3 separate regions of the Mus musculus genome follow, and all the other regions are linked to region 1. Evidence: chromatin contacts called from public ChIA-PET data. All regions are on one chromosome and are shown on one strand. The core of a region is the stretch at or near the end of the contact, and the rest is flanking DNA. Distances in the headings are between cores, read along the strand shown. Region 1 has its middle 38 kb from the start of Dazl. Region 2 overlaps Plcl2 (phospholipase C-like 2). Region 3 overlaps Plcl2 (phospholipase C-like 2).

Region 1 (3,363 bases), core at 313-2,812:
ATGAAAGTTTCTTGTGCTGTCTGAAGCTTTCGGCTGCATCATCTGTAGAATGTAAACACAACCAGTCCCACCTCATAGGGTCACTGTAAAAAACGCCACGGCACTTGGCGGCATGTGGTGAAGTATACATTTACTACTAACACTCGAGGCAGGGGCAGGGACAGGGACAGAGGCAGGGGCAGGGACAGAGACAGGAGCAGGGGCAGAGGGAGTCTCCGTCACGAGTTCCAGGCCAGCCAGCCAGGGCTATGTAATGAGATCCTGTCTCAGAGAGCAAGGAAGAGTGAGAGAGAGAGACAGAGAGACAGACAGAGAGAGACAGAGAGGGAGAAAGGGAACTTTCTAAGTCCTTGCTTAGCACAGTGCTGGGAACACAGTAAGGACTCAAAATCAGTGGTAGCCACTGTCACTGCTATAGTAATCATCACAATTATTCATCATATGGAACCACGGCTTGGCAATATTAGCTGTGAGAACTGAAGTCTGTCTCTCTTTGCTCTACTTCCTTTTTTGACATTTGCTTACTCATTTATTGTGTCACTTATAAAAGATGATTATGACCTTGTGTGACCAAATGTAGCTGCTTTCTCATTCAGGTATATGTATGCTGTATGGAGGTTGTAATTATTTGTTTTTTTTTTTTTTTTTTTTTTGATGAAGGTACTGAAAGGTCTGAAGAACCACAGCTCTGACTCTCATTGACTTTTTTGAATTAGGACAAAGCAACAGCCAACTCTGATCCCTGTAAAGAGCATTAGTGAGGCAGAACTGGGCCTCATTCCATTGTTCCACAGACATTTGCAAATGATCGTAGAGATAAGTCTGGTGAATCAGTTGGGTGAGGTAGAAAGAATAAAGGGCTCAGTTCAAGCCTTGACAGTGATCTTTAACTCTAAGCCTCAAGTGCCCTCTCAGCAAAATGGGAGCACTAGTAGCTCCCACAGCTCAGGACTGTTACAGAGATGAAATCATACTATGCATAGAAAGAACACACGTGTTTATGGTACATTGCTGGTAGTCAGTAACTATCCAAACACATCTTGATGCAGGAGTTGGAAGGGTCTCAGATGATGTTGATCAGGGTCTCTAGACACAGAGCCTGAAAAAGAAAAAAAATATTTTTGTTTTGTTGTTGTTTTTTGTGAAAGTGACTTACTGAAGGAATATAACTTTTAAGAATAGCTCATAGGAAAACATAGCAAGGGAGAAGCCAAAGAACTTTGAGAAATGGTAGATTCTACCCTCAGTCTGACTCATGAGGGCCCAAGGGCATCCACAGAGCAGAGCACTTCCCCCACTTCCCCCACCCAGGCAGAGGCTGGCTCTTTTAAGTCTCCTATCAGTCACTCTGCAGATTGACTAGTGAATAGATAGATTCTTTAGCTTGAGCTCAGATAACATGAAAGGAAACAGGAGCTTGCAAGAGCAAAAAAAAAAAAAAAACCAAAAAAAACCAAAACCAAAACCAAAAAAACCAAACAAGTTGGGGAGAGGATGTTGGGATGGGAGCTGAAGACTTACAGAGTTTACCACACAGCCAATGGGAGCCGCTGAACTCTCATGAGTGGGGGCTGTAACTTGATAATGGGTGAGCCAGGTGCCTCGATGATCCTTTTATGGCATCTCTTTGTTGTCAGGCTGAAGATCACATTTTCTGCCCTGACCTTCAACCAGCTACTTTAATTGGAGCCCAATCCTGCCCCATCTCTTCAGGCTCAGTGTACCCTGGTGGTAGTATTGCACAGATGCCCAGCAGAGCCATCTGGGCTGCGCCTGTCCACCCCCCAGCCCCACCCATACTCACACACTTTAGGATCTTGGGAAAGCTGCTCCTTGTTTGCAAGGCAGTCATTAAAGACTAGATGGGACTGATAATTTTTATGGCCTGAAAAGACGGTAGGAGTTAACGGCAAAAGGGAGCCTTATCCACACAATGGCAGGGCCGTGCACAGGAGCATATTTCCACCCAGGGCCAGGATGTGCTTGCGGTCTGTTTCCTGTGTGTGGATGACAGTGTCACCAGCCAGCTTCCTGCTTCTGTTAGCACGCCATGCCTTACCCGACATTACGGACTCTGGAGCCTCAAGCCAGATCAGCTCGTTTTTCCTTGCCTTGCTTTTGTCCGTACCATCTTATCACAGCGACAGAAAAGTAACCTAGAAACTGATACCAGCGCGGCAGGGAACATGATTTCTGTGTTTTGGAGGGATGTAGAAGATTCTGGAACTTTGGAGTAAAAAAAAAAAAATGTTGAATGTTATAAGCAGAGCTTTGTGGGTGTTCTGGTAGGAGCCTGGAAGACAGTAATGAGGTCAGAGAGAGAGTCCAGCTCTAGAGGGTTCAGAGGGATACAAGGATTCTACCAACAAGTAGGCTGGTAAAGACTCTGGCTACCTTCTGCCCATGTCCCAAGAACGCGGCTGAGGGTAAATGAAAATGTGATAGGCTGATTTTATTGGCAGAGGAGATCTCAGGCAGTGTGATGTTGAGTCTGTGGAATGCTTATAACCAGTTACTCTCATACAGCCCTATAATGAAAAGTTGCAACAAATGAGGCAGAAAGAAGTGGGGAAATTGTGCAGTTTGGTGAAAAAAAATCACCAGAAAGCTTAGTAGTCTAGCTTAAGTCATGCAATGAAGAAGGGGCTGGGTTTAGCATGCTAAGTGGGCAGCCCAGTATGTATGGAAAGCACAAACTGGAGTCAGCGGGTTGTATGTGCAGGTTGTGTGTGTGAGTGTGTAGACACAGGCGCACCCCTGTGTACATAGACGCTTAGAGAAAAGGACATGAGTTTGAGAAGGGTGTTACTGGGGACTTGAAAGGAGTTGGAGGGGGAGAGGGAGTGGGGGAAATGATGTAAATACAATGTACTCATATATAAAATTCTCAAAGAATTTAAATAAACATTGAAATTAAAAATATAAAATGGAGATTTTAAAATACATAATTAAAAATTTTAAAGGCTAGACAGGAATATTATGTGGCCAGCAAAATTGCTGAGTTTCTCAGGTACCTCAGCCTCTATAGAAAGAATCATTTCTCAATTAAAATAGTGTGGTCTAGAGAGACGAGTCATAAAATATCAACAATTTCAAACTTTTATGCCCTTGTGAAAAATGTTACATGTTTTATTTTACGAAAATAATATGACTTCATTAAATGCATTTTAAAAAGCAAAGATTTTAGAGATATATTTAGCTAGGAAACAAGATTAAAGTGAATGAATATGTATCAAAAATTCTACTGGGATTAACCATAATATCTAGGCAGTATGAACACTTTGAAACTTTCCATAAATGTATATATAGTGATGTTACTTTTAATTTTCGTAAATTATTTTTGAGGTACTATTGTTATTTTTA
Region 2 (3,219 bases), core at 499-2,998, 190 kb after region 1:
ATTGTTCAAAGAGATTTATGATCATTATGATTTTAATAGTATGAATGTGTATTCCCCAAGGGCACTGAGGTCTTGGTCCCAGGATGGCAGTGTTGGGAAGTGATGGAGTGTTTAGGAGGTGGAGCCTGGTCAAAATTCTTTAAACCACTGAGAGTGTGCCTCCTAAATGGGGATGATGGGACTGAATCCTCACCTTTATCTGCTTCCCAGACATGAAGCTAACAGTGTGTTCCGTTAAGTACTCCTATCCATTACCATCCACTACACCCACCAGAAGCCCCAACTTCAGAACAATAAGCATATTTATATTAACTATATCCCAGGTGTATTGTTATGGCAATGGGATCTACTAATATAATGCTATTAAAATAAAATGAAAGATTCCTTGTAGCAAGACTTAGGTATAACTTTAGAATTTTCACTCTGGAATGTCATGGAAGGGAATCATGTACGTATCTAGCACCGATATGCCTCTACCAGCAACGTCTGTTCATCTTCGAGGAGCTTGGCTCATTTTCTGTGGGTTGGTTCGCTTAAAAGCACAAAGCAAAACTTAATTGGAATCTGCCTCAAACATTTGCGTCTTAGACACGGTGTTAGAAGTTAGGAGTAGGCAAATACGAGCATTTTGGAAAAGGAGAATTTACATGGATTTATTTTCTTTTAGATTTTAAACTTGAAAACCTTTACATTTTAAAGTCTAACCATCTCATCCTGTGATCCATAATCCATACTTTTCCATTACTTTGAAACTATTTGTGTGAAAATATTATTTATTTTTATGCAAATGTTGGTACAGAACAATCAGATATCAGGTAGGATCCATTGCCTTTAGGTGAGATCTGGAAGTTGGCATTGGTGACTTTCACTTTCTGGGCACCGATCTATCCTGACATGCACCTAGACCCTTGAGCAAGTCTATTAGGGTTTCTATAGCTGTGATAAAAGGTAATGGCCATAAGCATCTTTTGTTTTGTGTTGTTTTGTTTGTTTTCGAGACAGGGTTTCTCTGTGTAGCCCTGGCTGTCCTGGAACTCACTCTGTAGACCCGGCTGGCCTCGAACTCAGAAATCCACCTGCTTCTGCCTCCTAAGTGCTGGGATTAAAGGCGTGAGCCACCACTACCCTGCTGACCGTAAGCATTCTTGTGGAGGAAAGGGTTTATTTTATTTTATAGCTTATAATCTAGCATCCAGGGAAGTCAGGGCAGGAACCTGGAGGCAGGGACGGATGGAGGAGGGCTGCTTCTGGCTTGTTCCTATGGTTTGCTCAGCCTGCTTTCTTATAGAACTCAGAACCACCAGCCCAGGGTAGCACTGCTTACAATGAGCTGGGCCCACCTACATCCACTGTCAAGAAAATGCACCACATGCTTGCCCACGGGCTAATCTGGTTGGGAATTTTCTTAACTTAGGTTCCCCCATCCACTATGACTATAGGTGTGTGTCAAGTTGACATAAAAGTAGCTCACACAGAAAGCAGGGATACATTGAACTTCTGCTCTTTATTTTACTTTCATTGCTGAGGATGTAATAGATGAGGCCCCTGAGCTGGCTTCACAGCAGAGCATTTGCCAGTGGAAGTGTGGAATCTGTAGGAGTTCTGGTGTGTCTACCACGGTGCACCCATATGGGGTGAGAGGATATAGACTGATGGTTGAGAGAGGTTGGGTGTCGTGCAACCAAGTGGGAGGAGAAGCCACACCCAGTGGGAGGCGTCCTGTGAAGCTTTATTTCTGGGAAATGGTCAAATTGGGTTTGTGGCTGTGTGCAGAAGAAAAGATTTGCAGGAGATCCTGTAGAGCGGTGCTGTATACTCAAGGTTCTGAGGTTTCTTTTGATGTTCTCCAAGAACTTCTGGCAAGGCGGGTCCCTTCAGCCCACGCTTTTGTAATAAGCCAGTTAGCATTCTTCAGTTGTGAGCCTCTGTTGGTTTTCATCATTTACGTGTGAATGAGGACTGCCCAATAGTTACTTTTTGTGGTCTTTTGGAAAGTGCAGTGTTCATGGATGCCTTAGACTGTGCTGGTAAGAAAGTGTTGGTCCCAGGGAATAGACCGTCAGATGTAGGCAGATAATCTGACTTTGCTGATTATCAAACAAACAAACAAAAAACACCCCCATGTCCTGAGTTACCTCTAGCTTTCCATGTCCCTATTCATTTTTGTCAATTGTGCTGTCTAGTAATCCTGAAAAACTGAGTGCATGATCTCTGGCACTGTTGTTAAATTGGCAGAGCCAGGGACATGCTTTTTCACTTTTTAGCCTTTTCAGATTTGGGTAAAGACAAAAACAAAATCACCACCCCCACTCGCACCCCCACATTAATAATAAAATCATATAGAATTTGTTTCCACCGAGGTCTACTGGTTTTCTAGAGAACCAGGTGTAAGGGAGTTTGTGTAACCGAGGAAAGATGTGTAGGAGACCTTTCAAAGAGGCAGACTTTGTAGGGGGAGAGCTTACTGGTGGGCTGGCCTATTTGGTGGCTTATTGGCCCTGTGAATGAGGTCTTTCAGTTCAGTCTTTGCTGTTCCCACACTGGTTGCTGTTCAAAAGCTGGGAGTGCTTTTATCCAGCTGCTGCTCTGGACACACAGCCTGTAAGCAGAAAGCCACATGCATCTGCAGGCTTGAGTCAGAAGTGCTTTGCAGTTGGCAGCCTCATTGCAAGCAGAAGCCACGGACTCCAGGAAAAACAACAGACTGTCTTTTAAAATTACTTGGTTTCCATAGCCTCCTGTTCAAATATGTACTGGGTTCTCTCCCTAATGACACACATGGCATCGGAATGGCTGTCCTTAACCATATAGAGACAAATAGGGTGTGTGGGCACAGGGAGTGATGCAGGTAGATGTAGCCAGAAGAGACAAAGGACTTTCATTCTGCTGTGCGCACACTATCCCAAAGGTGGTAGAGTGGTCCTCATTCCCTTCTTGGCACCACATGTCTCTGATATCACTAAAACAAAACCTAGAAGTCGCAGGGCGGACTTCAGTCTCACCCTCTGTATTAAACTAAAGTAGAAGGCCGCTCATGGAGATGGCGCTCGAAAGGCTCGCTTCTTGTTCTACCTGCAAGTCTTTGTCTTTTAGGTGCTACCAATCGACTACTTAGACTTTAAAATCCCATGTGAGAAAATGAACTGCCAGTTGTAAAATTTCACGCAGAAATGGATTGTGGGGGCTGGTGAGATGGCTCAGTGGGTAAGAGCACCCGAC
Region 3 (3,448 bases), core at 861-3,360, 250 kb after region 1:
TTTGTGCCATGACATTGAAATGTTATGAAGTCAAAGCAGGTAAAACTGCTTGGAAAAAAAACTAGAATCAACTGACACATAAAGAAATTACTGTGGCCTTTATTAGTAAAAAAATAATTTAGTGAATAAGTGGATTCAGGCAAAATGCCTCCAAAGTATTAAATCTCTCTCTTGTTATTCTTAAACTTGTGTAGAACTAGTAGTAAGAAATAAACATTTGTGTATCCACACAGATACTTATACAGATACACACAAGTATTTAAAGCAGTATCTTTCCCAACTTAAAGTAACAGCTCATCATAACCAGAAAGATGTAAAAATAGCTTTCAGAAATGAGTGAACTGGGTAGATGTTACTCATTAGAACTGGTAGGGAATAGTTTATAGTTGATGTAGATTGTTCTACATGTTTATTAAAATAAGTACATTGTAGCTGAGTGTGTGTGTGTGTAAATGTAATATGAAACACATGTGTACACATGCACACATTTATGTTTATAATACATTCATTATATTTACAACAGGAGGACATCAAGTATCTTATTCTATACCTCTCCTCTTATTTCTTTGATGTAGAGTCTATAACTGGACTTGTAGCTGGGCTAGTGGCCAGCAATCTCCGGCGATCCTTCTGTTTCTGTCCCCCTAACCCCAGCAGTGCTGAGGTCACGGACGTACATGGTTATAGCTCTTATTTTATATGTGTGTAGGGATTTGAACTCATCTCCTCATCTTTATGCAGAATATACTCTTAACTGCTGAGCCATATTGCCATTTTACTGAATTTGATTATATATGGAGATATTTAATGACACAGTGCATGGATAAAGCGAAAATATTATTTTGGATTAATTACCTTCATGGGAAATAAATGGTATGATACATAAATGCACATACACAATATCTATATATCTATATATTTGAAGCAGTATATCTTATCAAACTTTGAAAAAAGTAGCAGGTTGCCATGATCATCATGAATATGCAAAAACACAACTTGAGAAGCTTTTGACTTTTGATAGCTTTTCTGGAAAGAAACGTGTGTGTTAGTGGTGCTGGGAAGTTTTTGACCAGTCTGACACAAGCTAGAGTCACCTGGGAAGAAAGACCCTCAATGATGGAAGTGCCTCCACCCAGTTGGACTGTTGCAAAGGCTGTAAGGCATTTTCTTTCTGATGTAGGAGGTGACACTCAGAGCAGTGTCACCCCTGGGCAGGGGTCCTGGGTTGTACAAAGTAGCAAGTTGAGTGAGACATAGGGGAAGCCAGCCAGTAAGCAACACTCCTCCATGATCTCTGCTTCAGTTCCTGATCCAGGTTTGTGTCTTGAACTCTTACCCTCAATGATGAGTTGTGACCTGAGAGTTGTAATATGAAATAAACCCTTTCTTCTTCAAGTTGTTTTTCCTAGGAACATTTTAGAATATTCTATCCTAACAATTAAAAGCAAACCAGGACAGACTTTACTCCCAGAAGTAGGGTCTTGCTGGACAAATCTAACGTGTTTGTATTGGGATGATTACAGAATGGTTCTGGCGCTTTGGGCTGGGAAAGCTGTCAGGTGCACAGAACTCAATGGCTGTTAGGAGAACAATGCGGAGGCCCGTGTCTGTCTGCCTCCAGTGGCAGGATTACAAGGATTTTGCACTGTGATGGATTTTTATTTAGGTGCTGGGGAACTGAACTCAGACCCTACATGTGTGTGGCACTTTACAGTTTACCAACTGAGCCATCCCCCAAGTCTCAAGCATTCATTTTCCACATCTAAACTTTAAGAAGGCACAGTCACACAAAGTTTATACTGAGAGCTTATTCGGTGAATATAGTATTTAAAACTGGCTATCCACTCTTTAGGCTACCTCAAACCTTGGTTTTGTTTTGTTTTTATAGTTAGGTTGCAGTCTTATGACAGAAGAAGTGGTAACCCTTTTTGATTGTTAATAGGACAGTCTCTCAAGGTGACCCGTTGAAAGTGTAATACAAATGATTGTAAAACAGATGAAAATTTATTTGTGATATCCGTCCATGAAGGCTCCATTGTCATAAATGTTCACAGACCTGGTAAACACGGTTTGCTTTGGTGTCTTGTTAAATAGCAATGTGAAAGTGAAAGCTCTTTTTTTTTTCCTATTACTTATAGCTTTGTGTCAGTGAGCTACCACTTTTGGAACTCCTGCTCCCTCCACAGGAGGAGGTTAAAGAAAATACCAAGGGAAACAGGGAAACTGGTGGTCTGCTCCTTACTTCCATGTCTGTTGCCAGTCAGCAAGTTTGGGTCTAGACTCTGCTGCTGTGATAAAAGTCCATGACCAAAGCAACTTTTAATAGAGTACTTGGGCTTATAGCACTAGAAGGCTAAGCGTCCGTCGTCATCATGGAGGGGTGGAATGGCAGCGGTCAGGTACGGTATCTGGAGCTGCAAAGCAAGACTTCACATCTCAAATTGCAAGCATGAAACAGCAAATTGGGAATCTCAAAATCTGCCTCTGGTGACATACTTTCTCCAGCAAAGCAAGACATCTAAATCTCCCAAGCACCACACCACTGCAGACCAAGTGTTCAGATGCCCAGGACTGTGGGGACATTCTCATTTAACCATCATACTCCATATCACCACCACAGAGAGAAGAATGATCCAACCATAGAGAGATGCTGGTGGCTATGACGCTCTTGGGAATGTGATCATATACAAAGCTAATTAGTTTTCTTGCCGTAGAGCTCTGGCATGCCCAGGTGCCAGAGGACATGGTGTCCATGCAACAGACCCAGAATCCTGGCAACAGGCTGAGGTGATGCAGACTTCCTGCAAATGACTCTGTTCACATTAAGAAGTTTTGTTGCCAGTGAGGAAACATAGCTTTCTTTGCCAAGGCATAGAAAGACTCATGTGAGATTTTTTAGTCAGTTCTTCTTTTAGAACGGTGGTTCCCAACCTTCCTAATGTTGCAACCCTTTAATGCAGTTCCTCAGGTGTGTGGACCCCAATCATAGCATGACTTTTGTTGCTACTTCATAACCTCATTTTGCTACTCTTGTGAATTGTAATGTAAATGCCTAATAGGATACCTGATTGCGTGACTCCTGTGAAAGGGCTGTTTAACCACAAAGGGTTATCGGGACCCACGGGTTAAGAACTGCTGTTTTAGAACTTTCAGTCGATAGTGTCACTTGCCAAAGAAAGATGATTTTCAAAAAATAGTAATTCTAGGGCATGATGAACTTTTGCTTGGGAATGTTTACTTACGTACACAACACCGATAATTTAATTATTATTCATCCCTTAGTGGCTTTGGGATGATCAGCCTTGGGGTGATTCTAAGCCCAGGAGGAGTGTGAATTTGACAAACACTTTAGAGTCAGCTGCTGCTGTGATTAATGTACCATAGGTCACATTTATTTTCTGATTAAAAGCCCCATAAGGGCTGACAAGATGGTTCTTGTCTTAAAAGC

Evidence for each region. ChIA-PET counts read pairs in DNA pulled down with a chosen protein or histone mark.
Region 2: a contact with region 1 is called in an RNA polymerase II ChIA-PET map of memory CD8 T cells, with 28 read pairs. The contact joins two enhancer-like sites. A contact is called at or near these places in 1 of 39 promoter capture datasets (frontonasal cranial neural crest), 6 of 115 datasets of contacts at active chromatin or transcription factors (T-cell acute lymphoblastic leukemia, bone marrow-derived macrophages, craniofacial prominence and 2 more) and 2 of 9 other capture datasets (adipose tissue and pancreatic islet).
Region 3: an RNA polymerase II ChIA-PET map of memory CD8 T cells shows a contact between it and region 1, with 13 read pairs. The contact joins two enhancer-like sites. A contact is called at or near these places in 4 of 115 datasets of contacts at active chromatin or transcription factors (CD8 T cells, effector CD8 T cells, extraembryonic endoderm stem cells and 1 more) and 1 of 9 other capture datasets (embryonic stem cells).

Annotation. Positions count from the first base shown.
Region 1 is chr17:50,329,954-50,333,316 of GRCm38.p6, forward strand. No RefSeq gene overlaps it. Among named protein-coding and RNA genes, the nearest start is that of Dazl, 38 kb to the left of the region's middle. Within about 2 kb of position 1,563, at least 83 of the 459 cell types and tissues checked have an H3K27ac peak or open chromatin away from gene starts, as enhancers often do. A contact at or near this core is called in CD8 T cells, T-cell acute lymphoblastic leukemia and memory CD8 T cells, where this site is marked.
Region 2 is chr17:50,523,438-50,526,656 of GRCm38.p6, forward strand. The region is part of intron 1 of Plcl2 (phospholipase C-like 2); the gene reads left to right. Among named protein-coding and RNA genes, the nearest start is that of Plcl2, 16 kb to the left of the region's middle. Within about 2 kb of position 1,749, at least 49 of the 459 cell types and tissues checked have an H3K27ac peak or open chromatin away from gene starts, as enhancers often do. A contact at or near this core is called in T-cell acute lymphoblastic leukemia and memory CD8 T cells, where this site is marked.
Region 3 is chr17:50,578,496-50,581,943 of GRCm38.p6, forward strand. The region is part of intron 1 of Plcl2 (phospholipase C-like 2); the gene reads left to right. Among named protein-coding and RNA genes, the nearest start is that of Plcl2, 71 kb to the left of the region's middle. Within about 2 kb of position 2,111, at least 40 of the 459 cell types and tissues checked have an H3K27ac peak or open chromatin away from gene starts, as enhancers often do. A contact at or near this core is called in CD8 T cells and memory CD8 T cells, where this site is marked.